2 separate regions of the Mus musculus genome follow, and region 1 is linked to region 2. The links are chromatin contacts, called in public HiChIP or PLAC-seq maps. All regions are on one chromosome and are shown on one strand. The core of a region is the stretch at or near the end of the contact, and the rest is flanking DNA. Distances in the headings are between cores, read along the strand shown. Region 1 holds the start of Adam6b (a disintegrin and metallopeptidase domain 6B). Region 2 has its middle 110 kb from the start of Gm25622.

What was found. HiChIP or PLAC-seq counts read pairs in DNA pulled down with a chosen protein or histone mark.
Region 1: a contact with region 2 is called in a RAD21 HiChIP or PLAC-seq map of pro-B cells, with 3 times the contacts expected there. The contact joins the promoter of Adam6b here to the enhancer-like site in region 2. A contact is called at or near these places in 2 of 15 datasets of contacts at CTCF or cohesin (large pre-B cells and pro-B cells), 2 of 115 datasets of contacts at active chromatin or transcription factors (large pre-B cells and regulatory T cells) and 4 of 9 other capture datasets (adipose tissue, liver, macrophages and 1 more).

What each region holds. Positions count from the first base shown.
Region 1 is chr12:113,488,083-113,491,091 of GRCm38.p6, reverse strand. Adam6b (a disintegrin and metallopeptidase domain 6B) reads right to left here and starts at 1,527. Exons shown (of 1, transcript NM_001009545.1): 1 at 1-1,527. The coding sequence starts at 1,527. It also overlaps Igh.
Region 2 is chr12:113,319,928-113,322,942 of GRCm38.p6, reverse strand. It overlaps Igh. Among named protein-coding and RNA genes, the nearest start is that of Gm25622, 110 kb to the right of the region's middle. Within about 2 kb of position 1,657, at least 31 of the 459 cell types and tissues checked have an H3K27ac peak or open chromatin away from gene starts, as enhancers often do. A contact at or near this core is called in pro-B cells, where this site is marked.

The DNA of each region.
Region 1 (3,009 bases), core at 278-2,777, 170 kb before region 2:
TGAGCATGGTGTCCCATCTTGCAGATAAGTGTCATCTGGGCAAATGTATTTAGTCCCATTACAGTACTCTGGAAGATCACATATGTTCTGGATAGGTCTGCAGAGTGTCCCAGAAGGACTGTAAGTGCAATTTGCACAGCATAATTCTTTATCACAAATGCTACCAGGTGTTAACCTGCAATCATTTCCACAGCAGGGATCTGAATAACATGCCTTTTGGGAGCCACAGTCACACTGCTCATCGTTATCTACTTTGAAGTTTCCACAAAACTTATAAGTCAATGATGTATTATAATAAACATGACGGTCATAGAAAAGACATGGCATCAGACCAGGAGTATTAAGTATGTTGCTTATCTCTGCAAGGGAACAATTGCTGAAAGCATCTGTTAATTGAGGATGTCTGAACATAATGCAGGTGTTCCTTCTCTGGCAGACACAGTACCCCTCATCATATTTTAAGCCTAAACTCCTTCCAACACGATTGGTTATTATAGGAGATAAAAATAAAGGATTTCGATCATATTTACCAATACAAATTAGGGCTAAGGAAGAACATATACTCCTCTCAGCTGGATTAACCTGGTTATCTTGTGGCCCATACTTATTAAGTAAAACTCCTGCATCAGGCTTAAATTTATTATAAAAGACTGACACATAGTAATTATAAGCCGACCCTCCTGGAACTGCAAACTCAAGTCGAAATGGATCAGAATTGGTGTACACAGTCATGAGAAAGACATAGTACCGCATATGAAGATTGGTCAGATAGGTGTCCATTAAACTAATGACTTGAAACAAATACCCAACAGTAGATGAAAGTTTGTCACCTGCAGCAGAATTATATACAGAATTGGTTGCTTGAAAGTGGCCTTTTATAGCAGCTGGATGTGTAGCGTAGTTCTTACTAGATATTCTGGGAGCTCCATCTGCATATTCCAATCTGGAGGAGGGAGAACCTGTATTATGGCTCCAGTGCTTCCATGCATTCATAGGCCCTGTGTCATCAGACTCAGATACTATCTGAGAAACAAGGTGTTCAAAGCTCTGTGAATCATTGAGGGGTTTGATTTCATAGGTAAGGTCATCTAACTTCATGACCCCTGACAGGCCCCCATAACAAGTATCCACAGTGACCATGGATTGTGGGATCCCCTCCAGGTAGCCAATATAGTAACAATCTACAGGAAAAAAGGGGTAATCCATCTGTAAGGCTCCTTGGTCATCTTGAGTTGTCAGCAACAAGTGTCTGGGCCAAATGAGTGTCTTTCTCCGCAGGTGGATGATATGTCTCTGGCCCCGAAAATGCAAGCTATATGAGAGCAGTCTTTGTGCTTGAAGTCCTTTGGTATGGTAGATCTCCTTCCGAGGAATAACCACCTCCGATGAGATGTAACGCCAAGTAGGATGGCCTTGAGAACACCAGACTGGAACCAGGAGGAGCAGCCAGAGTGCAAATAGCAAGAGGAGGACCCTGGGGACCACAGGTCTTTCCACTAGCCTCATGCCCCAGGTCAGAGATAACATCCTGGGTGGAGCTAAATCCCTCTGCTGTGGCCACTGCCTGGTCTAGAAAATACTGACAGAGGACTAAAAACCTCCTCAGGCTCCCAACCTAAGTGGTTACCCAGACAACTGGAGTTAGGTAACAGTCACTGGGTGTGGCAGGAATTGAGTCTGAATGTGTTAGCTGAGGTTGAGGTTAAATATTGTCAAAAGGGATGTCTATAAATGTGCCTGGACAAGAAAAGTCAGAAGCAGCAAGGAGTGTCTCTGACAGGCTCAATCCTTTCTTTTCTTTTTTTGAAGTTCAAAATATCATTTCCACGTGAATGTATTTGGTTCCCAGTGTGACTCTGGGTCTCTTTCTAGGAGTCAATATTTCTTTATATCTTGGCTCATGTTTCTCACAGTTGTTCTAATTTCTTGTTTTGTTTTGTTTGTTTGTTTGAACGTTAGTAGTAAATACTGTCTATATTAGCCTTTTAGCTATAAATGATTGTTTTTATTTCTTCTAATCATATTTTGTTTGAGTTTTGGTTAAACTATTTACAAATGAGTTTTTTTTTTTTCCTTTTGGGTGTTGCTCGAAAGTTTGGAGCTTTCTGTTAATATTGTGTTGTTATTTTTCCAATATTATTAGACCTGAGAATTCTATCTGGGTACCTGTGAACTCTAGAATTTTTAAAAATTCCATCTCTTGGGAACATTACCTCTGACCCCGTCTGAGGCCGAAGTGGCTGTCCCCCTCCAACCTTTAGTATCTTTCTTTCCTGACTATTGGGATTTCTTCAAGCAATCAGGCTGATGGGTTCTCAGCAGTGAGACCAGTAGACTGCCGGTATGAACGTCGAAGAGACTGCCACACACTCCAGGTTCATCAACAGTGCTTTCGCGTCTCTTACTTTTGTAGAAGGAAAAGCAGCCTCTGAGTTATCTCCAAGAAATCATTAATGAAAGAGTTAAAAGATGGGTATCACCCGGAGTTCATGACAAGCCCTGGCTCAGACACGTGAGCAAGGTCTACAGCCCCAAAGATAGGCTGCCCTGCAACATGTATTTATAAGATAGAAGAAAAAAATGGGTGGTTGGAGGGTTGATCAACTTACTTCCTCTCAAACATATATATCTCATCTAAGTGTGCAGGGGAAAACTCTGTAGGACTACTGGGATTGTTATTATCATTATTATTATTATTATTATTATTATTATTATTATTATTATTATTAACTTAAGGCATTTTATTAGATATTTTCTTCATTTAGTTTTCAAATGTTATCCCCGGAACCTCCTATACTCTCTCCCTGCCCTGCTCCCCAACCCACCCACTCCTACATCCTGGCCCTGGCATTCCCCTATACTGTGGCAGATGATCTTCGTAAGACCAAGAGCCTTTCCTCCCATTGATGGCCTACTAGGCTATCCTCTTTTACATATGCAACTAGAGTCACAGCTCTGGGGAGGTATTGCTTAGTTCATATTGTTTTTCCTCCTATAGGGTTGCAGATC
Region 2 (3,015 bases), core at 408-2,907:
GTGGGTATGAAATGGTGATGGAGAAGCCCAGGTGCACTGAAAATCCAGGAGCTGAATTTGATCACCAGGACGCATATGGTAGAGAGGAAAATGAATTGATTCCCAAATGTTCTCCTCTATGTGTGCACCGTGGCATGTGCATGCACACAATTACACATAAACACATTCAACATAAATACAACACACATATACACGCTGCACACACATACACACACAGAACACACACCACACACACACACCACACACAATCACACACATATTCCACACAGTACACCACAAACATCTATACACACCACACACACACAGACACACACACACACACATTCATACACAGCACAACACAAACATCTATACACAACACACACACAATACACATAGTCACACGCATATTCACTCACACACATATTCACCCACACACAATCATACATAGACACATTCAACATAAACACAACACCACACACACACACACTTGCACACACAAATGTAATGATTTTTTTAAGGACTACATCTTTTTTCCTCTCTGTCTGCATCGCTGAAGGTGTTCATGCTCCCATCCTTGCCAGACAGCACTTTATGAGAAATGAGTCATAGCCATGCCACAGCCTCAGTGTGGTACTGACTTAAAATTTCCTCCAGCAGATAATCTATTCTATTCCTTATGAACATGGCCAGATACTTTCCCAGAATGTAACAGAGGCCATCATACCTTGATGAGATCCTGTCCCCCTTAGAACCCCATGGGCTGGGTCCTTGCTGTCCAAAGCCCCTTTTTAATGTTGCCTGCACTGGGCTTTCTCTTCCTGTAGCAAATCTTTGCACCTTATTTTTTTAAGTTCCTAGAGCAGGTATATCCTGAGAAAGTACTTATTTACATCCAAAGAATAGATACAGAATATATACATTTCACAGGGCTCCTTTTGTCCTGGTTACCAATGCCATTGGGTCCACAAGTTGTGTTTGGACCTTACAATAACAAAAAAAACAAAAAAAAACAAAAATCAAAACATCATTTTCTTTCCTTAACCACCAATTCTATCTCTGTCTATCTCTCTGCTTCTCTCGGTGGGGTGTGTGTGTGTGTGTGTATGTGTGCGCGTGTGTGTGTGTGTGTGTGTGTGTGTGTGTGTGTGTGTGTGTGTGTGTGCGCGTGTGCGTGTGCGTGCGCGCGCGTGTGTGTGTGTGTGTGTGTGTGTGTGTGTGTGTGTGTGTGTGTGTGTGTGTGTGTGTACGTGTACACGAGTGAAGGTCTGAAAATGCATCTCATTCCTGAAGCTGGAAGTCCCGGAGGCTGTGAACCATCTGGCCAGTTACAGAGAACCAAACTTGGAGTCCTCGCAAAAGCAGCATATACTCTTAACTGCTCAGCCATCTTTCTAGCACCCGAATTTTCTTTTGAGGCCTTGTATGCTATACAGGATAAACTCAGCCAGGTCACACCCAGCATAGCCCAGCATAGGCAGAACAGCCACAGCTAGAGATTTAGAGGACTGGACATCCTTCCAGCTGGACACTGTGACCTGGTTTCTGCTAAATTGAAGCTTCAGTCCTCAAGATGAAGGAATGGCGTCTGCTGGGCCACAGAGCAGGCCTGAGCCCTTGCTTTCGGTGTGGGCAAGCGTGTGTCCTGTTTGTTACCACAGCTAGAAACAGATGCTACTGCTGAGAAGCCGTCTGTGAAGAGGCTGTTAAAGAGTTGTGAAGCGTGGCAACCACGGCAACCCACATGACAAGGATGACTTACAGACTGTGGCTTTGGTGCTGGGAAAAACATTAACCAACCGTCCTACAGAGGTTCCAGGGCCACAAGATCATCGCATGTGTGGAGCCGTGGATTGTAGTTGACACCTCTATCACCCAAGGAGAGCCATGTGGAAGGCATGCCTTTGTGTTGCTGTGTATAAATGAATTCAAGCAGCAGGGTTAGGGTTTGAGAACCCTGGCATAGAAGGGTTTGCTAGAGTGGTACCACAAATATCATTGTACAGTTTTTATCTTCCATGTGGAGAAAAGCTGTCAGGATCAAATCAAGCAGCTTCTATCCCCAAAACTGGCCATTGGTCTCCAGCCTTGGTACCCTATGCTACCTGGAGCTGCCCAGGGGTTTGTGGATGGGGTCTGTGATGGAAAACATCAAGCCTAAAATCCAGAAAGGAATATGGACACAGCCTCCCTGTGGCCACATTCCTTCCAGGAAGACTTTCTCAGTAGGCTGAGGTAGACAGACTTTGGGAAGGTGTCATCCAGGATCTCTAGTGATGTTGCAGATACTGAGAAACATTGGCCTCCCAACATGGTCATTTGTCTATTCACTATTTCAGGTGTTTGTTTGTTTTTGTTTGTTCATTTGTTGAAGTGTGCGTGTGCATTTGTGTGTGTGTGTGTGTTGGTGGGAGAGTACAAGCCATAGAACACAGAGAAATCAGAGAACTTGCAAGAGTCAGGTCTCTCTCTTCAACATGTGGGTCCTAGAAGTGGAGTTCAGCATCCTTATCTGCTGAGCCATCATCACACTGGCCCACTCATTCCGTCATCTACTGGCTCATTTATCCGTTCATCTGGCTCTCCTGAGGCGAGAGCCCTTTGCCCTCCAATCCCAGCAGGCAGCATTGGAAGCACACTGACAGTGATGGGCACATAAGGGAGCAGTGCCAGAGACGACACCAGGGTACAGAGACACTGCCCATATCTGACAAACGGTGAAGATCTAAGGACTGGTTGGGGAGCCTTAGAGGATCAGGCAAGGCCTCTGGTATAGCAGAGACCCAGCACTCCAGGTCAACTCTACCTACAGAGGCTTAATTATTTCTCTTCAATGGCTGCACTGACCAATAGATGATGGGAAAGGTCCCTACTGACCTGTGGGGTTCATGCAGAACTGGGGTTAGCAGATGGGGCTTGAGCTTGGCAGCCTCTGTGGGAAGCCTGTGGGGAGATAGACAATACTCTAGAGAGACTGGAGCCCTGCAGAGGAGATGACTGGATGTTTGTGGCTCAGATTGGCTGTCATGGTCACTG